7 separate regions of the Mus musculus genome follow, and all the other regions are linked to region 7. The links are chromatin contacts, called in public HiChIP or PLAC-seq and promoter capture Hi-C maps. All regions are on one chromosome and are shown on one strand. Each heading gives the region's core, a stretch centred on a gene start, on an enhancer-like site or on the middle of the called end of the contact. The rest is flanking DNA. Distances are from core to core; before and after follow the strand shown. Region 1 overlaps App (amyloid beta (A4) precursor protein). Region 2 holds the start of Mrpl39 (mitochondrial ribosomal protein L39). Region 3 overlaps Gabpa (GA repeat binding protein, alpha). Region 4 has its middle 41 kb from the start of Gabpa. Region 5 holds the start of Scaf4 (SR-related CTD-associated factor 4). Region 6 holds the start of Jam2 (junction adhesion molecule 2). Region 7 holds the start of Ltn1 (listerin E3 ubiquitin protein ligase 1).

Region 1 (2,700 bases), core at 55-2,554, 2.4 Mb before region 7:
GCACACATGCCTGTATGTGGGAGATTTTCTTAATTAGTGATTGATGGGGGTGGGGTGGGGCCCTCCCTGGGCAGGTGATTCTGGGTTCTATAAGAAAGCAGGCCAGTAAGCAACACCACTCCAAGGCCGCCACATCAGCTCCTACCTCTTTTTGAGTTCCTGTCCCGACTTCCTTTGACGATAAATAGTGAAGTGGAGGTGTAGATCAAACAAACCCTTTCCTCCCCAAGCTGCTTTGGCCATGGTGTTTGAGCACAGTGGTAACCCTGACTAAGATAAGGACCTGCCACGCAGTGCTGTATGCTGGCACCACATGTAGTGACCCGGGGACGGATTATGATTCAAAACACATTACTTTCTCCTCGCTACAATGTCAGAAAATCTTGTAAGTCAGAACACTGTAAATCAGAGACTGAAGGGAAAGACTGGTCTAACTTCATGTAGGATACATTAATAATGTTTAATTTTTTAGGTCAAAGATATATACAAATACACTCTCAATTTTCTACAAAAGCTTGTATTTTTACTAGCACATATAAACATTAAACCTTTTGAATTATTCAAGAATCATTTGAAGTAGAAGATGAGTTGATTTCTCTGAGTGTGAGGAAGAGTTCAAGACCCGGTATTTTAAACAAGAACTCCTCCACATTATACTTTACTTGGTCCCAAGTATGCATTGAGACACAGTGACTTCCAGGATACCAATTTCCACTGAGAGTAACTTTTCTTCCTAAGTGGCTTCTGAATGAGACTTTCAGATTGTTGAAGTATTTACAGCAACTGAAGTAAGATCCTGAAAAATGTAGACACTGTTTACTGTCAGCGGAGTAAGGGACAGACATGCAGAAATGACAGGATGAACTCCCGAGGGACCGGAACCTGCCAGCTTAGATGCTCGCTTCAACTCGTGGCAAGCTCCGGGCACAAGGCTGTGTTGGACACAAGGCCGTGTTGGACACAAGGCCATATTTGAACACTCTGATGTCTACAAAGGGTTCCCCATTCCTCGTGGCCACTTTTCTTTAATGGAAGAAAATTGTCTCATTTATTCACACCCCAGGTATTTAAAACTCACTTTGATTTCTGAAGAACTCTGGCAAGATGTGAAGAAGCCCTCGACCCCTGACCAGTTTTAGTCTCTGATTTTGATCAAATCAGTTAATCACCCTAGATCCTTAATCTGCAAAGCTGGAGGGTCCGGCACCACTTTCAAGTTCCCTTGAAGAGCCTCTTAGCAGCAGGGTAGATGCAGACCCGAGCTGAATGTGGGAAAGGAAGCCAGCTTTTCTCTCTCCACATCAAAGAGAACAGTCTGCCAAACCTCTCACATTTTCATACAATGTTTGACTTGCAGGGCGATGCCTGGTTTATCAAAGGACAGACTGTGTTTTGAGCAATCCACAGATTGCTTAAGTTTTCCCTCCTGCACCTGAAGGAGGTACTTTCTGCTTTAGGTATAAGAAGGCTTCTCCTTAAGGTGGGAGAAAACAAAACACTCAGTGCAAGACACTGGCTCCCTGCCTAAGGGAACGAGGGAATGTAAACACAGGCTCAGCGCTAACCGCACTCCTATAGGCCTGAACACATTACAAAGCCCTTCCCTTGGCTTCCACCTCTTTTTCTTGAGACAGCTTTCTCCCATTTTGCTCAGGATCACAGACATTGCCAGCAGCAGACTGGAAACGGCTCAGGTTGGTCTTCAGTAGTAAACGTGAGGGTTACTGTTGCTCTCTGATATATTCTGAATACCTATATTGCATGGGCTTGCTCTCAGACTCTACATGTGGGATGTTCTGAAAGCTAAAGCTTTCAAAGCATTCCGAATCTCAGCTCTTTGGACTGAAGATGATAGCTAGTTATAACTGGTAGCGTTGTGCCCCGAATTTGAAAAATTCTGAAATCTGAAACATTTCCAATCCCAAGGACTTTGGATAAAAGATTCCGGACAAAGTACAGAGAAACAAACAGAAACTCAAAGAATTGGTTGAACCCATTTTATCTGGCATCACCTACTCTAATAAATCCGAGGGGAAGATGGTAGGTAGCACATTAGGAAATAGTCCTCTCCCTTTACCCAGTTACATACAAATTAAGAGCTCTAAGCTCACATGAGCACGTGTAATATCCTGGAGGAAGAAAGCAGATCATCTCACACTCATAGTTCTCTTAGGCCCAACCATTTCCACCGGTAGTTCCTGAACTTTAGTATTCACAGCCAACACCTTGTACTGCGGTTGTTCTAAAGTCTAAGGACACTGGGGTAGGCAGCCTAAAGGGGGGTCTGAGAGAGAGAACCCGAGTCTTTGAATATCTTCCATCCTTTACAGCTCTATAGTTTTACAGGCAACATCACTCAAGAGAGAGTATTAGTATGTATGATGTATGTACATGTGCTTGTATGTGAGTACAGGCATTTATACAACTTGGTGTGTAGGTGGAGGTCCCAGGACAGCCTCAGTTGTCAGTCTCCAGTCTCTGCTTTCCAACCTGTTTGAGACAGGGTCTCTTGTTTATTGCTCATGCTGTGAGCTTCCAGGTTTTTGTGTCTGCCTCCCATCTTCCTGTAGGAGTATAGGGACTACAGATGATGCTATGTCCATTTTTACATGGGAGGGGAGAGAGATTCAAACTCAGGTCTTCAAGCTTGGGCAGCCTGTGATTTACCTACTGAGTCATTTTCCCAATCCACCTCCCCTA
Region 2 (2,700 bases), core at 46-2,545, 2.7 Mb before region 7:
CAATTAACGTCAGCATTCACTATACTTATGTTTCCATTCACACATTTAGTACCTATACTAGATAAAACCACAACATGGGACAAGTAGGAAGGAGATGAGACATATACTCGGGGGGAAAAAAAAAACTAAAAAGATAAAGGTAGAATAAATGAAAACTCAAGAAAAAAACAAACCAAAACAAACCAAAAAAACAACCCTCAAAATACTTTAATGAGACCTGCTAGATAAATGCTCCCAGAACATGCATATTACATAGTCATATTCAGACAAACTAGGGAGACAACCTGTACAGCAGAGAAATGCTACGATACCCACCGTACCCACAAAACAAAGGGGACAGTGGGTGGCAAAATGGCTGCAAATAAATTCTACAGCTTCGCCAAGTAATGACAGCATGTTCCCCTCTGCAGTGCTCTGCACAGCGCGTGTAAAATGGTCAACATTGTTCTGCTGCTTACGCATGGCACAACTGTAAGGGGTTGAGATGTTTTTATTCATCACGAAGACAGTGCCGGGATCAGTTTTCCCAACATGCTTAACTTCGATCTTCTCCGTTCGGGGGGTTAACGATAACTGCCTGCTTTTCTCTCTGTTAAACAGATCATTCCGCATTTCTGTCAGCTCCGTGGGTGACAGCTCGGCAGCTGGCGACGTCGCTATAAATCCTATTAAGAAAGCAAAGTACGTAGTTTACTCTGGACCTGTAACAAGTATTGAAAACGGTAGAATTTTGCAGAACATAAGTCAAAAATTCGACTGAGGCAAACTTGAACCACTTTATAATGTTAATAATTTAGGATCCAACAACGAAAAAACAAAAAACAAAAACGCTGGGCTCTGATTTACTCTCACATCACCACCGATTTCCTCAGTGGCGTCCTAAAACCAGACTCGATTGGGAAGGAGAGCAAAGTTGTAGTTGGAAACGGTCTGGAGGGGAGGAGAACGCTCCAGGAAGGCGGAATCCCCGTGTCCAAACGATCAATAGCTAGCATGAGAAATGCTGAACTTTTCTTCCACACCCCAAAGCAAGGGACTTGGCTAGGCAAGCGCGAGTCCTCACTCCCTGGGAGATGGGGACATGTTTGCCGAAGACTGGGGCTCCTAAAACCCCCCACAAGAGCCGCCCATGCCCGCATCCCTTCTCTTTCCCTGATTCCTGCACCCCAGATTGTCTTCCCACACCGGGAACACAAAAAACTCACTCCAGCGAGCCCCGCCGCCCGCGCCGGGCCGCCGAAGAACCAGCCTTCCCACCGCGGTAGCCATGGCTTCCCGAAGTAGCCAAGGTAGCTCGGCGTCCCGGTCCTTCTCGTCCCTCTTCCCCCGGAAACGCGGAACCCGCGGCGGAGGTTCCGTAGGACTGATCAGCTCGGGACCGGATGCTAGGAGCGCGCCGAGCCACGCGGGGGCGCATGCGCGCCTCTCCTTGGATGGCTCACCCTTGGCCGCGCTGCGAGTCTTGTCCTTGGCTCGGGGACGACCGGCTGCCCTGAGGAGTCGCAGAAGTGTCTATTGGACAGAGGAGTCACACAGGCGCCTTTGTCTCACGAGGGTTCCAGATTCCCGGCAGAAAAAAATTAGAGGAGGACTCTTTGCGTTACGTCTTTGACAGTCTGGCCAGCCACGCCGGGTACAACTCTAGAGGGTGGAAATAAAAGAGGTTTGCAAAAGTGAGTTTCAGGTCGGCTGCAGTGGGGCTGAACCCGGTTCACCGTTTAGTCGGCCACGTTCCTGGGCTCTTGGAAACACGTCGTGTTGATTTTGCAAAGAACGTCCTAGAACTCTTTTCCGAATGATCTAGGCACGACTGCACGGAGTAACCGGGAATCTGTGTCTCGTCCCTGGATGTATCCCAGAAACGCAAACCGTGCTTGGCAGCTCAGCAAATATTTGTTATGACGGTTGGTAAAAACACACTGCTACATCTAACGCCTTTGTGGTGCCAGCACGTTCCCGTTGGAGCAGCATTCTTTACTTCTGCAAAGCTGAACCAATGAACCAATATAGTTTTATAAATTTAGTCAGGAATTTTCACATGATCCCTACTTTTAACTTGTGGTGGAGCACACACTGCCACCAGGCGGAAGGGTAAGCTCGGTCACAAATGCTATGTTTTATGCCACACAAATGTGCTGTCTCCTTGGCCCAAATAATACATGTTTACAATTGCATAGGGAAAGTGTTAAGACCTTTCCTCATCTTTAAGGCAAGACATGTAAGTATAAATTTGGATTCAACCATTCAATATTGTACTGGCCTATCTCATGTAAAGTCCTCGGCCGAGAATAGTGACTGATGCCTGCAATCCCTCCTCAAGAAGGCTTAGGTAGGAGCTGGAGAAGCCTTTAGCTACTTAACACACCTTTTCCTAACAATAGAAGTTCTAAATCAACTCTGGAAAAGTGTGCGCGCGTGTGAGCGTGCATGTGTGTTTCTTCCTTAAATGTTCTATGGTTCCCCTGAAAGCTTTCAGCTTCACAGCTTTTAGAGATTGTGTCCATTTCACCCCACCCCGAAAACTATAGTTCACGGCCACATTTAAAACAATCCTCTGGACGTTAGCTTGAGAAAAATTAATCATAAGCACATCTGCACACAGCTGATTGGAGCGTCTACTATCGCAGAAAGTAATTTTGCTGGAAGGATGCCACAGGTGATACTGACCAACAAGTACTGAATATATGCTAATTATAAAAC
Region 3 (2,808 bases), core at 275-2,774, 2.6 Mb before region 7:
TCGTCACTTTAGCACTGCTCATTTGTGGTAGAACCATGAGTGTAGTTAGACAACTGTTAAGTTTCTGAGCAGAGAGAGTATTGACTTCATTTTTGTTGTTTGATTAGTTGTCTGGCATTCTAGCCCAGGGTATCCTATATAGCCCAGCTTGCCTTTGTCCTCACAGATGTCCTCCTGCTCAGCCTCCCCTAACTGTCCTGTTTTTAGTTCCATAGGTTTGGGTACGTATGAAGAGTTTCTTTCTCCTACACCGAGTGGTCAGCTGTTGGCTTTTCTCTTTCTCACTTATATCTGGACGCAGTCTCCACGTGACCAGAGCTGGCCTCTCGCCCCTGGTCTCTGACATCAGCTGGCTCCTCCATTATCCATTTTTGTAGCTTTGGCCAGTTCTCTAGGCACCATGCTTTCATTCCGTTTACAGATTGTCTAGAAAGGGTTCTGAAGAAGATGCTCTACTTTACCCTTCCAAACAGTATTTGTTTTCCTCTGCTCTGCTGATGGTACTGTCTGCATAGCACGGTAAAGCTCACTTTTACGTTTCCTGACCCCGTCCCATTAGTGTTGTAGGAAACACTCAGAGGCAACGCATTGTGACTCTTTCATCTGCTCTTTGTGCCTGGTCTTTCTCTTAGTTTGGTTATAGTGAGAAAGAATATTTTCCTTCACTGTATTTTATGCATTACTATTTATCCATTGTAACGTGTGTCCTTAAACGAATAATCTCGCCATATACTAAGTGTGTGCCCCTGCCTGACTTGTGTCTAGAGTCAGCACATCCTGAGCAATATAATATAAATTTTGGAGCAAGGAGTTCTCATTTTAAACTGGGATCCTCCTGTACAGATACTTTTGATCATAATTTCTCTTTACTGAATAAATTGGTTGTTGCCCAGCTTGTTGATTTTAAGAACTAGCTGAAATCTCCCCTCCATCTCTGATTTTATATCTGAGTTCCTGTGTTTGCACATCTTAAAAAACACAAACAAAACAATACTGATTTTCTGGTATTTCATTATTACTTTGAGAAAAGAGACAAAATACACATAGCCAATTCAATATACTAAACCAGTTGTCCTGGTAGTATTTAAGGAAAACAAATCAGACTGATATTTTCCCACCTTACTTGATACTAAAAGTTTCTTGTAAGTTTTTTAATGTAAAATGAGTTTGCTTTCTTAGATATTTTAAAGGGAGGTGTGGTTCATGGTAGCTTGGCTAGCTCAGAGCCACCTCTGTTGTTGTCAGGTAGCACACTAGTGCTGAGTGGCTTGCTTTCTCGGCTCTTGTTTACTGCCTTATTCATTCTCATATATTACCACCCCTTCATCATCCACCATTCCGTCTCTCTCGCTTTCTCTCCTTCCTGTACCACTGAGTCATATCCTCAGCCGTCTTTTCCTTTTTTTTTTTTTTTTTTTTTCCTTTTGTGAGACATAGTCTCTTTAAAATGCTCGGGCAGGCCTTGAACCTTTGATCTTCCTGCCTCAAACTCCCAGGTATATAGGTGTGGTTTACTTTCTCTTTTGTTGTTTCCTTCCCACTTCCTTTTTGCCCAAGGCTTCTCTGCCATTCCCTGCCCGCACATCCCTGGGCTTCTCACCGTTTGCGTTTGCATTCCGTCCCTTTGGACCCTGCATTCGGCCGCTGCTGCACGAGGAAGACTGTTCTTTGGCTGTGTTCCGTCTTGGCTTGTTGTGCTTTAGGGACGGCTGTTGGCTCCCGTCAGGCTTGCTGAGGTCACTGTGCTTCTGATAGGTGTGGAACCTAGAGCTCCTGTAGATTATTTTCCTTTCTGAGATGAGAGCTGACTGTTGGCCAAGCTGCCCTCAAACCACTTCACTCGGGGTTACAGAGTATGGCCACACCCAGTATCTTATAGAAGCTGCTTTGTCTTCACCCGTGTGTGATATGGACTCTGTGGTAGACCCTGGGTGTGTGTCTGGGTTTTGTAAGCATCTATGGGTTTCTGTTTTTACTCTCAGTTACTTTTCCTAATTTTCTATGTACATTCAGAGAAAATAAACTATATTCTCATCTTCTAGACATCCTTCCATCTCTGTGGCTTTTCTTTTGTCTATTTTTTTTTTTTGCCATAAATTATTCCTTGACTAGTTGTTACTTTTACACACATTTTCTTACAAAATAGCACTCATTCATTGGGTATCTGGCCAATACTACTTATGTAAACCATCATCTTAAAGCAAGAGTACCAGTGCCAGAATTAACCAAGCAATTAAGTGCCCACAGGTAATATCTTCAATTAGATGCCAGGAATATAGTTATACAATCTTTAAATATGCTGGCAGTCTTTAATTTTCTGGTTGCAAATTTGGTTAGCTTGTAAAAATAGCAGACAAAATGAAATAATTTGAGTATGTTTTATATACATTCAACAAATGCCTATTCAAGTCACATTGGTTGACTAAAGTCAGGTTTAGTACACAGTCCTTAGAGTTATGGACTTGATGCCACTGGGGGACCGTTGAGTGAACAGGAAGCTAGCATGCCATATCATAAGTGCCACCAAGCGTGAGTACACAGTGACCAGCTTGTTAGTGGGAGGGATGGGGAAAGAGTGCATTGTACACAATGCGAAGAGTGAGGCTAGCTCCCTAGTATACCAGGTAATTTTTTTCAAGGCACCAACTCTACAGTGCTACAAAATAATATTTTGAGCTTGGGCAGTGTCCTCCAGTATCTCCAAGGTAATAATATACTTTAGCTGTCATTTGATGCACCAGGGAACAATTTTATAGTTTGTTTTTCATGACAAAATTCCAGACTAAGTGATGTAGAACCAAGTGACTC
Region 4 (2,910 bases), core at 218-2,717, 2.6 Mb before region 7:
AAAAACCAGAAGGCTAGGGATCAATTTCACATGCTCATCAATAAATGTCTCAAAGTATTTAATCATATCTCATGGCCACTCACATACACCTTTAAAATTATTTTTATTCTTTCTATTGAATTTTTGATAAGCCCTTCTCCCCTAATTCAACTGGAGTTTGTATGCTGCTTATCTGGCTACTATTATTGAGTTATATGTCTAAATAATAAAAATGAAACCATGAGAGTGAGGTTTCTGGGATAAGGCGAGGTCCCAGTTCCAGAGTTTTCCAGCTGAGGTCACTGTGGCTAAGGCATCCTCGGCTGGCACGAGACGCGAGAGGAAGAAGGATGCAAATCGGAAAGCGTGGCCAAAGCAAAAGGACAGGGACACATTTTGGAGATGACGATAAATGTGTGGTGGCGGCTGTTTTCCTTTGGACTCAGTGACGGGGAGAACGCTTGTGCCTGAGCTGATGAGCCGGCACAACAAACGTACAGACTAAGCTGTAGTGATTCTGCAGGTGGTCGGCATCACTGGCCTTCGCAGTGACGCAGCGCATAAGTCACTAAATCAGCCTGTGTCATATTGCAGTCACTCGCAGATTCCCTGCGTTGGAGCTCATTGGCTGGCATCTGAGCTTGGCAGACAGTTGTAGAGGGAAGCCGCAGGCTACCTTTCCAGCAATGGGTTGAGGTCCAATCCTTCTCCCTCCATGTCACCAGGACACGACAGGAAAGTCCGAAGCAAGCCCAGGGTTGTTTATTAAGAACAGTTACCCCAGTTCAAAGTGGCTGAAAATTCTAGGATTAAAAATGTCTGCCTGGCCGCATCACAGCTCCAAAATAAACAGTGTGTGCTTGAGCCCCGCCAGCTGTTTTGGTAGTCACACATGTAGTCTAAATGGCAAGGTAAAGAAATTTATGTAACTAAAAACTGTTCATCAACAAGGACTCCCTGGGTTTTTTTTTCTCCCCTTTGAAATGGGAAAACATATTTTTCAGATCTTACTCAGCTGTGCAAGGAGGTAAACAGATGTATTCCTTCACACTCCCTGCAGAGCATATTGCGCTGCTCACACATACAAAGCGATGGAGTTGAAGCTACACAAATGTTGTCTGTTATGAAACCTGTCTCCGCAGGGATATCATTTCCAAGGAGGGTCTCGTTTAAGAGACCAGTGCTTGGTGTCACGCTTTGTGCGAAAGGTGATTTTTTGTTTTCTTATGAACACAGTATTATTCACGTTTAAACCTTGGCTTAGTGGGCAGTTATTCCTCACCTCCTCCTTCTTAAACTTAGAGGATTTTATCTGTTTAAAATTCTGTTGTTCCTGTCGAGGTGTTGAATGGCTCCACTGAAGGAAGAAGGGTCTGGGTGAAGTTGAAGGGAATTCTAGGCATGGAGGCAACACACAACACAGCCTTGGAATCCGAGAGTTGACGACGGTGCTCCCCATGGAAACAGCATTCATTTGGAATTCTGCCAGAGCATGAGCACTGTGTTCAGCATGTACGTCCCTGTCAAGAGGCTGGAGGACCCTGCTGATGAGGCTCAGTGGCCCAAGAGAGAAGCCTGAGGAGGGGTTTGTGCCAAAGACACCTGCATCTTGGATAGTCTTGTAGCAACCCTCCAGACGACTGTCCTCTGCTGTCCATGGGGAATGACTCCAGACACAGGCACCGGACTTTGAGGGTGCGCAACACTCATAGGGCAAGAATTTGCATATAACACAAGCACAAACTCCCTAGGTCGCCTCTAGACTAATACATAGAACGTTGTGAGCACTCTGTAAATGATTGTTTAACGGTGCCATTTAGGGGTAGTGACAGGAAAATGGTTTGTTTTTGGTCACTAACTGTTAGCAGTTGTCAATTAACCTCTCAAATCGACTAGGCAGGGGCGTGTTTCTCGATACTCGCCCCAATGTTTTGGGTTCCTGAATGAAAGACACACACAGACACACACACAGACACACAGACACAAACACACACACACACACACACACACACACACACACACACTGTTTAATGTGCCTTAACAGCTCAATGGCTGGGTCACTCCCAGAACTCCACATGGCTACACTTCCCAATATCCCTGAGTTACACTTACTGTCCTAGACCCAATGGGTGGGGGTAGGGACTGGGGCTTTTTTTCCCTGCTCTCTCTTCTGCACTTCTTAGGCCTCGTCCTTCTTCTTTCCTGTCGTGGCAGTTCTCAATCCTTCTGTAGGTCCCCTTGCCCACGAATCCTAAAGTCCTGCCTCTGTCTCACCGCTCAGCCATTGGCTGCCGGCCACTTTATTCACCAATCAGAACCAACTGGGGGCAGGGACCCTCATCATCTTGTGCAATTTTGGGAACCCAATTAACATAATATAAGCATTAGACGAAATCCACAACAACTATCAGATAAAACATTTTTTGTTGTTGTTTTGAACATTCTCTGTAGCCCAGGATTGGTTTTATAGTCATTGCATAGCTGCAGGTGGCCTTGAACTCCCGACCCTTGGGCCCCCACCTCCCAAGTACTGATATTATCGGCGTTTATGTCATGATTGGTATGTCATGATTGGCCAGATGTAATTTTTCAAACAATTTTTATACACAGTTGGTTGAAGCTGCTGGTCTGGACCTTGTAGAGATGGAAGGCTGACCGTATTTCTGATCAGTCGCTGAAATATTGAAATGAGCTGTAAAGGCTCAAGGGAATGTGACCACTTAGCAAAATAACAATAGGTTCCAACCTAAGACCCAGGGTTTCCCAAGCCATGGATTCGTGATGAGTGTTTTAGTTCCAGATCTGAAATTCTTTCCTGTGGAACAAATATCAAATCCAGCAAAAATAGAGTTACCCTATTTTTGATACTAGCACTATACCAGTTATCACATCTTGCCAGGCAGATCAGTATTGTAGCAAGCTGTACCCTAA
Region 5 (2,723 bases), core at 54-2,553, 2.9 Mb after region 7:
AAGATAGTATGGACTTTATGCCCCTAAGCAGCACATGGAACGATCAGAGATACAACTAGAGAGCTTTAAGGCGGCAGGCAGCTTTGTTCCCGGTTTGGGGAGGTTTTCACATGTAAATGTCCCTGAGGAAGGGAGCTGAGGATTAAGTACCCCGAGAGGGCGGTGCGAGGGTGAGCAGGTGGAGACCCAAGCAGCCTTACTAGCGGACTAAATGGGGCGTACACTTTGCTCTCCCATTCAACTTTTTAGGTGTCACGATGTACAGAAAGGGCACGTTCTAGATAGAAAGGCCAAGGGAACTACCGCTCTATGTTCATTTGTGAGCGTGTCAATCCAGGAGGTGGGAGGGCAGACACCCTCTCTAAGTCTCCGCCAACCGGGATCAGAGTCCAGCGGCCGCCGCGCAGCGCCGCGGCCTGAGCAACAGGAGAACCCAGGCGGCTGCTACGCCGGCCCCGGGACTCGCGGGAACTCCCGCCCCTGAGTCGGCCGAGCGCTCCGTTGCAGCCCCTGGCGGGATCCCGGCCCCGTAAAGCCGATAACGGGGCCGGGAGCAGCATAAGGGCCACGTTGAAGAAGCGGGAGTCGGCACAGGCCGGAAGGGGGCGAAGGGGCACTGGCGGGGGAGGGGCGCGGGGTCAGCCCCCGGCGGTGGCCGCGACCTCTCCCCGGCTCCAGGCCCGCTGCCCCGGAACCGGGGCAGGAAGCGTCCCCGCCCGGACTCGGTGCTCGAAAGCCCTCGGGCAGCGAGAGAAGCGGCCCCGGCGTGGCCCGCACCAGCCCTAACCCCAAGCACTCCTCACCTCCTGGTTGAAGGCGTTGACGGCGTCCATGTTCGCGCGCGTTGCGGCGGCGGCTGCGGCTGCTCCGGGCCCGCCGGTCACCTAGACCTGGAGCGGCGGCTGAGTAGGGCCGGGTGCCGGCAGGGCCCTTGGGCGTGGAGGGGGAGGAGGACGGGAGGCGACGAGCGGCGGAGGCCGAGCAGGAAGGGGCTGCGGCCGAGGCGGCGAGGCTGGGCCGGTCGAGCGCAGGCAGAGGCGGCGGGCCCCTGCTCAGTCCCGTGCGCCGGAGGAGGGATGGGAGGCGGCGGCAGCGCGGGGCTCCAACATGTCCGTTTGGCGGCGGCGGCTGCGCTCTGCGTCGCGCTGACACGGCCCCCCGCGCCCTCCCTCACGCACTGGCCCACACTGGCCCGGCCGGCGAGCGGGCGGGCCTCTCTGTCTCTCTCCTCTCTTTCGCCAGCAGGATGGCGGCAGCGACCCGAGTGCACGCCGCGCGAAGCACCCTGGGACAGCTCGGGCCTCCAAGCGCTTCCTGAGCCCGGCTCCGCCCCGCTCGTGCTTGGCTCCGCCCACGCCCCGCCCCTCCGCGCCCCACCGGCGCCGAGCCGCTAGCGTGTGACCGCGCGTTGTCGCGCGCTTTCCCGCCGGTTGCGGCTGCGGAGAGTTCCCGTCTTCTGGGCTCAGGATCCGGACGACGGCTCCCGGGGTGCATTGTGTCCGGGCAGGACTGCGCCCTGCTGCTGCGACAAACAAAGCGCGGAGGGTGAGCGTCTGCAGTCTCCAAGTCCCCTGCTTCGACTTGCGTGCGGACCTGGTGGACGCCCTGAGCAACTTCCGAGGACTGGGCTCCTGAACCCCTAACGCTAATCTCCCCAAACCCCGTTGGGTCGCTCTCGGCAGAAGTGTGTTCTGATTCACTTGAGTTCTCACCGCCTGCCGCGCGCTGCGACCGCTGTCTGTTGGGTGTGTGAAAAATGAAAGTTTTTCTGTAGAAACCTCACTTTTGTGGAGCATGAGTATAAAAGCTAGAAGGCCTGACTCGTACTGGAAGTTGGGGACTACTTCCCGTAGAAAAGGGCGAGCATCCTAAAAGAATTCGAGAAAGGAGGGGCCCTCTGGACCTTGCGCGCTGTGCTATCACCTCTCCTTGGAGGACAACCGGCTGGTACTTAGGGAAAGCAACTGGCCCTACCGAGACCAGATCCTAGCAGAGTTAGGATTTTGTTCTTAAGGGGGCATCATGCAGGTTGACATCCTGCAAAGTATGCATGCGGAAGAAAGTGGGGCCAGGAACAGCATGGCTTCGGGCCCTGGAGATGATGAGGCTGAAGGTATCAGGCACTGGAGGAAAGACAGAATGGTGTTCCGGAGGGAAGATGCACACTGCTTCTTGAAGGACATGAGTGCTGGGTTTGCGTCAACTTGGTAATAATTTAAGGAAGGAATGAGTTTGAGGGCGTAATGGCTAATCTTTGTCAATGCCTATGAACAGTGTCCTCATTTAAGTCAGCCTAGTTCAGTTAACCACCATGCCCAAGTTTATCTGGCTAGACGGTTATCTTTTCGGGCTCTAGCCATCTGAGCTGTCCCTGGGATAGTTAACTGAGGGCTTTTGCGATATGGGTAAAGTCCAGGAAAATGGCTGAGAGGAGGTAGATACCTGGGATTCAATACTGCACAGCTAACAGGAGCTGAAAAGTCAGACAGACAAGGAGCAGAGGTGTTTAAGAACAAGGTGTTTGGCCCAGCATGGTGGCACACGCCTTTAATCCCAGTACTGGGGAGGCAGAGGCAGGTGGATTTCTGAGTTCGAGACCAGCCAGGGCTATACAGAGAAACCCTGTCTCGGAAAAAAAAAAGAAAAAGAAAAATCTCAGCCCTAACCAAGGCTGTGGGTTCAACTCCGACAGGGTAAGGATCAGGAAATGCCTCTCCATAGGA
Region 6 (2,774 bases), core at 41-2,540, 2.7 Mb before region 7:
ACTCTACAATGTGGCTATATCGAATCAATCAATCAATCAATCAATATCTCTCCCTTTCTCTTCTCAGTTTTCACGACTAATTTGACTCTTTTAATTGGATTGTCAAGGACAATTGACTTAACCTGTCTCTGAGCACAGGCCTTAAGTCTTTTTTTTTTTTTTTTTTTTTTTTTGCCTTAAGTCTTAAGTTAGATGACACCCTTACTCCCTTACTGTTTGTGAGTTTGGGCTACCAGCTCCATTTTTGCCTTTTTTTTTTTTTTTTTTTTTAACTTTGCTTTTCTTGCCCTCAGGGGTCTTCTGTCCCCTCCCCTTCCCCATGAGGGCCAAAGCTTTCATCACTGTTGCCCAGGCAACAGTGGGGATGCCTCATTCCTCACAGCTCTGCATATCTAAGTATATCTTAAGCCTTTGTCCGCAAGGCTGGCTCAATTCTTTGTAAGTGGTCCACCACTAAATCAGCCATCCTCTACACATAATTATTTATTATTTAGCTTTATTTAAAACGATTTTAAAAAATGTCTTCACCTGACAACGGCCTTTACACAGACGGGTCAATTTTCTTGAATGCCCCAGCCATCAGTTCTGGAGAGGAAATGTGAAAATCGCCTTTGCAAGTGCACGCTTCCGAAGTGCGGGTCAATTTTAAAGCACGCACTGGAGCATTCATAATGGATTTCCCTTTTAAAAGCACATGAGACCAAAAATAAACCTGACAAAAGGGCAGCTGTAGAGTTTTAACATGTGGAAAACTCCACAGGCGGCAGTTACATAACGGGGAAGAAACAAGATAAATATTTCACACCGTTAGATGAACTTCCAGATGACAACTAAGAAGCCAAGAGCCCAGAACACACCTTAACTCTCTAAGGGGTTGGGGGGACGGGGAGGACGGACTTGAAGCCAGAAGAGGCTAAGCCTGATGATAAAATCTGGGACCTGACTTGCAACTTGAGTGATGCCTTTGTCCCCCGCCCCCTCCGCCCCTCCCCACCCCCCCTTTCTAGAGGCAGGGGCTGAGCTCATGCCCCTATACTTTAAGAGCGCTTCGCCAGCGGTTTTGTCCGCTAGATAGAAATTTTCCAAAAAATATCTCCCACGCTAGGCAAAACACTGAAAAGGAAGTTTTTTTGCGCCAAGAGGAGAGACATGGCGAGACAGACCGAGCCACTACCGCTCCCAACACACACACACCCTGCCCATCCCACCCGGCTGCGCTCCTCCTGCCCCCAGCTCCTCGCCCTGGGGACAGCTGGCAGCCTAGCGCGGGACTAGACACAAAGCGGATCAGTCTGGGGGCGGGGGGCCGACCTGCAGGGTTCTCCCTCAAGAGGCTAGTCCTCTGCCGCCACTCGCTTAGGACCCTGCGGACACCGCGTCCCGCGTCCACGCCCTCCCCTCAACCCTCTTCCACCCTTCAAAAGAAGGACTGTCCCAGACACCACGTCCTAGGGCCAGAAGACCTGCCCCCACGACAGTCGCTGGAGACACCCCAGACCGGAGAGACTGACATCGGGACAGGACCCGCCCCTCTGCTTCCACCTCTCAGGGACCTCCTCTGCTCCGCCGCCGGGCGAAGTGCTGGGAGACCCAGCCGCCTGTCGCGCTCCTGCAGGGGGACCCTCAGCTAGGCAGCCAGCTGGCGCCCGCGTAGATGGCGAGGAGCCCCCAAGGCCTCCTGATGCTGCTGCTGCTACACTACTTGATCGTCGCCCTGGACTGTAAGTCTCTGGGGTAACAGTCCTTTCCACCCTCCGGTCTGGCTATACCAGCCTCCGGGACCCTCGCCTGCAGGCATGGCGCTCAGTGCTAGGGGGTCTGTCTCGGGGCGCCAGGCTTTGCAGTCTGGGAGCACGGAGGGTAATCTGGATGAGGGCAGGCTCTGGGCAGGGAGACTGAAGTCCTGTGCGTCTTGTAAATAGTGTTGGATCTGGGCAGTTAAGAATTGAAGAAAACAGACGATCCTCATCTCCTTGCAAAGTCCGAGGAAGTTTTCAAAGACACCGGGACGTGATCAGAATGCAAAACTCTCTAAGTATTCAAGATGCGAAGAGCCCAAGAAAGATGGCATCCGGGGTTGGCGAAGGCCACTCTTAAGTAGCTGCGGCTGAGGGATCAGTGGTTACGGTCCCAGCTGCCCCGGGCAAGGTGCTGGGTAAAGCACTTTAGAGGCGGTAGCGGGGTGAAATTAGCTGAGCCCCAGTAGCTTTTCGCCTTTACGCCTGCAAAACCGGCTTAGAGAAGTCTGTCCGCTCCAGCCAGCTGCCGTGTCCTCAGGGGATGTCCAGCCAGCGGGACTGGCTGTTAGGATTGTTAGAAAGGCGCAGGCGATGAATGAGCGAGCTGGCAGCTGGCATAGCTGCGGAGGCGTCCCAAAGCCAGTTTAGTTTCTCTGGGTACTTTGAAAGAGGATTTGCGCGGGTGCTGGCCTAATGTGATTTGAAATTTGATTTTTGTTTTCTTCGCGTTAACTTTTTAGGAAAAGGTAGGAAATTACTATCTATTTTTAAGTGAGGAAGTCCTTGTTGTTGTTGTTGTTGTTGTTGTTGATGATGATGATAAACACCCTCCCCCTCCCTGTTATCTTTTGTTCTGTTGGTTTCTTCACTAGGGAGGGGTAAATGTGTTATTGTTGAGGTTCAAGTTCTAGTCACAGTACTTAATAGTAGTTCAATTATTCTGCCCGACGAACGTCTTAACACTAACGCTGAGGCTTTTTCTCAGACCAAAGTGATGGGGGCTCACAAAACGATTTGCCGCTCAGAACCCGAACA
Region 7 (2,987 bases), core at 397-2,896:
AAACAAAGCCAACCAATGGCCAACTCTTCCTGGTCATTATGACATAAAAAACACGCTCATTTAGGATGTATGAAATGGAAAACTGTCTAAATCAAAAGACTTCAAAGTATAAGTTGTTTTTATGTGTCTTTTAATGTATTCCCTGCCAAAGGGAACAAGTGATACTTGACTGAGTCATAAATGCTTTGAAAATGTTATTATCTAAAAACAACTTTAAGTCAGTCCTGGTGGTGCATGCCTTTAATCCCAGCACTGTAGAGACAGAGGCAGGCACATCTGTGAACGACTTCCAGGACAGGTGAGCTACAAAGAGAAACTGCCTTGATAAACCAAAATCAAAATAAAATAAAAACAGAATTAAATCTATAAAAGTTAGTAGAAATACAAATTGTAAGTCTACATGTTATATTTGTGTACTCCACCATGGTTAAAGTTTCACATGTTATATGAAGAATGACACTGTTTTTAGAATACATAAGGTAGAGAACTTGGGTGTTAAATACTGAGATCAACTCTCCTAAGGGTCAGCAAAATTTATAAATTAAGAGATGAGGGACTGGAAGGATGGCTCAGTGGTTAAGAGCACTGACTGTTCTTCCAAAGGTCCAGAGTTCAAATCTCAGCAACCACATGATGGCTCACAACCATCTGTAACAAAATTTAACTCCCTCTTCCGGGGTGTCTGAAGACAGCTACAGTGTACTCACATATAATAAATAAATAAATCTAAAAAAAAAATGGTGGAACAGGTCTATAAAAGCGAACTGTGTGTGTGTGTGTGTGTGTGTGTGTGTGTGTGTATGTGTGTGTGATCCATCAGGATAAAGGCTGCAGAGAAACACCTGCCTTTAAGATACTTTCAAAGCGCCAGGTGGTGGTGGCACACGCTTTTAATCCCAGCACTTGGGAGGCAGAGGCAGGAGAATTTCTGAGTTCCAGGCCAGCCTGGTCTACAGAATGAGTTCCAGGACAGCCAGGGCTATACAGGATGCATTAAGGTATCTAGAGCCACCTAACATATGGCCATCCGAAGCCTGCCAGGCCAGCCAAGTTCGTGGCAAGTTCAGGGTGGCCAGAGTGAAGCAGGAAAAGCGAGGTAAGCTTGAGACCAGAGACCCAACGGGTGACACCGACCTGACACCGGGCATACCACCGACGGGCTCGGGCCTTGGCAAGGAGGGACTGAGCGAGTGAAGCCCACGCTTGCTTCTTCCCTCCCACAGCTCCTACACAAGCTCGGCCACCCACGAGGGCCGCCCGGGTGCTCACTGTCACCGTTTCCCGATGACACCTCCCTCCCTGGGCGCGCTCCGTTTCCCAGATCCGGCGTGAAACGTCGTTTGGGTCCCAACTCCTCGACTTGTCCACCCGCGGGGACGCACACACCGGGAGGTCACACTCTTCCCTCACGGCCCTCTGGACACCCGGGCCGCAGGCCGCGGGGCTACCATCACCACAGGACTCACCCTGAGGTTCCCCTTAGTCCGCTGCTTGTTCTTCCCGCCCATGGTGGCGGTGGCAGCCCGGCTCTCAGTCTGCAGAGCCGAAGTTGACACGGGCGGGCCACAACTTCCGGTCCCTCGCGCCGGAAGGGGATTCACTGTAGCCACTTCCCCCTCGCCCTCCCAGCCTTTCGGCTTCCTACTTCCGCTCCCGCCTCCCTGTCAGGACTCTGACCATCCGCTGCCTGAAACGTAACAAAGAAGGCCACGCCTGCCTGAGTGGCGTCACTGCTGACCAATAAGAAACCAGCGTTGAGCCCGTGGCGCCAAACCTGTCCGAGATATTTGTAGTGGAGAGATTTCCTTCCTAGTGTGTAGGAATTTGCTCTTCCAGAGGTCCTGAGTTCGATTCCCAGCAACCACATGGTAGCTCACAACCATCTGCAATGGGATCTGACGCCCTTTTCTGGTGTGTCTGAAGAAAGCTACAGTGTACTCATATAAATAAAATAAATCTTTAAAAATAAAATGAAATAATAAAAGCAGAGGAGTTGGGGCGACTAACTTGGTAGAGTGCTTTCCTGGCATTCCTGAAGGCTGAGTTTGATTCCCTACATTGAGCAAACCAGGTCTGCTGGCACACCCTCCCAATACCAGCACTGAAGACACAGAGAAGAGGAGAATCACAAATTTAAGGTCAGCTTTGCACACTTAAAGTTCAAGGGCAGCCTGGGATATATGAAAATCTATCTCGAAATAGGAAATAAAAAGAAAAAAGAATCATCAGGTCACATAGGCATGAGACACTGTCTTAAAGAAACAACAAGAAACCATTTGAGCTCTACTCATGCCCCAGTCTTCAGCGATGCAAGGCCAGATAGGGGCCAAATCTAAACACATGCAATTTGAAATGAACCACAAACACCAATGAGGAAGGCTTTATACTGTTTGTACTTTAAAAGACAGGGTAGTTTCAAACTTCTGACTACTGATAACAAGCACAGATTGTTTAAAATTTCATTTTATTTCAAAGGTCTGGAGACAGGCTGGGATTAACATTGGGTCCGCATGTGGCAAGGTGTCTTGTACAATGACATCTCTGAGATAGCTTGGCCCTTTCTCTTGCCATCACTTCAGGGGCCATGGCAGAAAGAGAAGAGAGGCAAATTCATCCCCAGAAATCCTGCACTGTAACCTACAGCCCAATGCAGCTGCAAGAGAGGCCAGGAGGGTGAACAGGCAGCTTTTCCAGGTTCCTAGTGAAGGCAGAAGAGTGTGGGAAATCCCTAGCAAGTCGAACCATCAAAATTACCTTCACATATAATTTGTCTTTCAAGTTTCATGAGACAGAGCCTCGTGTAGCCCAGCTGGCCTTCAACTTCCCATCCTCCTGCCTCTACTTCCCAAGTGCTGGGATTATAAGCATGTGCCTTCAGATCCAGCTCACGTCAAGAAATTTCCACCAAGCTGTAGAGATGGCTCAGAGGTTAAAAGGGTGCACTGCTCTTGCAGAGGACCCAAGTTTGGCTCCCAGCACCCACACCG

What was found. Promoter capture Hi-C pulls out the DNA fragments that hold promoters and counts their contacts. HiChIP or PLAC-seq counts read pairs in DNA pulled down with a chosen protein or histone mark.
Region 1: a contact with region 7 is called in a promoter capture Hi-C map of liver, with 5 times the contacts expected there. The contact joins the enhancer-like site here to the promoter of Ltn1 in region 7. A contact is called at or near these places in 4 of 39 promoter capture datasets (3T3-L1-derived adipocytes, cranial neural crest, hippocampal neurons and 1 more) and 1 of 115 datasets of contacts at active chromatin or transcription factors (astrocytes).
Region 2: a promoter capture Hi-C map of pre-B cells shows a contact between it and region 7, with 7 times the contacts expected there. The contact joins the promoter of Mrpl39 here to the promoter of Ltn1 in region 7. A contact is called at or near these places in 10 of 39 promoter capture datasets (3T3-L1-derived adipocytes, the HPC-7 cell line, cranial neural crest and 6 more), 7 of 484 Hi-C or Micro-C datasets (B cells, CD4 T cells, CD8 T cells and 3 more), 5 of 115 datasets of contacts at active chromatin or transcription factors (astrocytes, cardiomyocytes, embryonic stem cells and 1 more) and 2 of 9 other capture datasets (adipose tissue and liver).
Region 3: a promoter capture Hi-C map of embryonic stem cells shows a contact between it and region 7, with 11 times the contacts expected there. The contact joins the enhancer-like site here to the promoter of Ltn1 in region 7. A contact is called at or near these places in 17 of 39 promoter capture datasets (the 3T3-L1 cell line, 3T3-L1-derived adipocytes, the C10 cell line and 11 more), 2 of 484 Hi-C or Micro-C datasets (LSK cells and embryonic stem cells) and 1 of 115 datasets of contacts at active chromatin or transcription factors (embryonic stem cells).
Region 4: an H3K4me3 HiChIP or PLAC-seq map of embryonic forebrain shows a contact between it and region 7, with 7 times the contacts expected there. The contact joins the enhancer-like site here to the promoter of Ltn1 in region 7. A contact is called at or near these places in 4 of 39 promoter capture datasets (the C10 cell line, liver, pre-B cells and 1 more) and 3 of 115 datasets of contacts at active chromatin or transcription factors (astrocytes, embryonic forebrain and embryonic stem cells).
Region 5: a contact with region 7 is called in a promoter capture Hi-C map of pre-B cells. The contact joins the promoter of Scaf4 here to the promoter of Ltn1 in region 7. A contact is called at or near these places in 10 of 39 promoter capture datasets (the 3T3-L1 cell line, 3T3-L1-derived adipocytes, embryonic stem cells and 6 more), 1 of 484 Hi-C or Micro-C datasets (B cells), 2 of 115 datasets of contacts at active chromatin or transcription factors (astrocytes and large pre-B cells) and 1 of 9 other capture datasets (liver).
Region 6: a promoter capture Hi-C map of stem cell-derived epiblast-like cells shows a contact between it and region 7, with 4 times the contacts expected there. The contact joins the promoter of Jam2 here to the promoter of Ltn1 in region 7. A contact is called at or near these places in 7 of 39 promoter capture datasets (the 3T3-L1 cell line, cranial neural crest, embryonic stem cells and 4 more), 6 of 115 datasets of contacts at active chromatin or transcription factors (all in embryonic stem cells) and 1 of 9 other capture datasets (embryonic stem cells).

The regions. Positions count from the first base shown.
Region 1 is chr16:84,994,272-84,996,971 of GRCm38.p6, forward strand. All of the region lies in intron 13 of App (amyloid beta (A4) precursor protein), which reads right to left. Among named protein-coding and RNA genes, the nearest start is that of Gm10791, 23 kb to the left of the region's middle. Within about 2 kb of position 1,305, at least 18 of the 459 cell types and tissues checked have an H3K27ac peak or open chromatin away from gene starts, as enhancers often do.
Region 2 is chr16:84,733,949-84,736,648 of GRCm38.p6, forward strand. It overlaps Mrpl39 (mitochondrial ribosomal protein L39), which reads right to left and starts at 1,296. Exons shown (of 10, transcript NM_017404.5): 1 at 1,206-1,296; 2 at 459-665. The coding sequence starts at 1,269.
Region 3 is chr16:84,849,442-84,852,249 of GRCm38.p6, forward strand. The region is part of intron 5 of Gabpa (GA repeat binding protein, alpha); the gene reads left to right. Among named protein-coding and RNA genes, the nearest start is that of Gabpa, 16 kb to the left of the region's middle. Within about 2 kb of position 1,525, at least 15 of the 459 cell types and tissues checked have an H3K27ac peak or open chromatin away from gene starts, as enhancers often do. A contact at or near this core is called in embryonic stem cells, where this site is marked.
Region 4 is chr16:84,874,789-84,877,698 of GRCm38.p6, forward strand. No RefSeq gene overlaps it. Among named protein-coding and RNA genes, the nearest start is that of Gabpa, 41 kb to the left of the region's middle. Within about 2 kb of position 1,468, at least 36 of the 459 cell types and tissues checked have an H3K27ac peak or open chromatin away from gene starts, as enhancers often do. A contact at or near this core is called in embryonic forebrain, where this site is marked.
Region 5 is chr16:90,283,200-90,285,922 of GRCm38.p6, forward strand. It overlaps Scaf4 (SR-related CTD-associated factor 4), which reads right to left and starts at 1,304. Exons shown (of 20, transcript NM_178923.4): 1 at 804-1,304. The coding sequence starts at 833.
Region 6 is chr16:84,772,833-84,775,606 of GRCm38.p6, forward strand. Jam2 (junction adhesion molecule 2) reads left to right here and starts at 1,291. Exons shown (of 10, transcript NM_023844.5): 1 at 1,291-1,721. The coding sequence starts at 1,655.
Region 7 is chr16:87,430,960-87,433,946 of GRCm38.p6, forward strand. Ltn1 (listerin E3 ubiquitin protein ligase 1) reads right to left here and starts at 1,647. Exons shown (of 30, transcript NM_001081068.1): 1 at 1,467-1,647. The coding sequence starts at 1,508. Rwdd2b (RWD domain containing 2B) reads right to left here. Exons shown (of 5, transcript NM_016924.2): 5 at 2,372-2,987.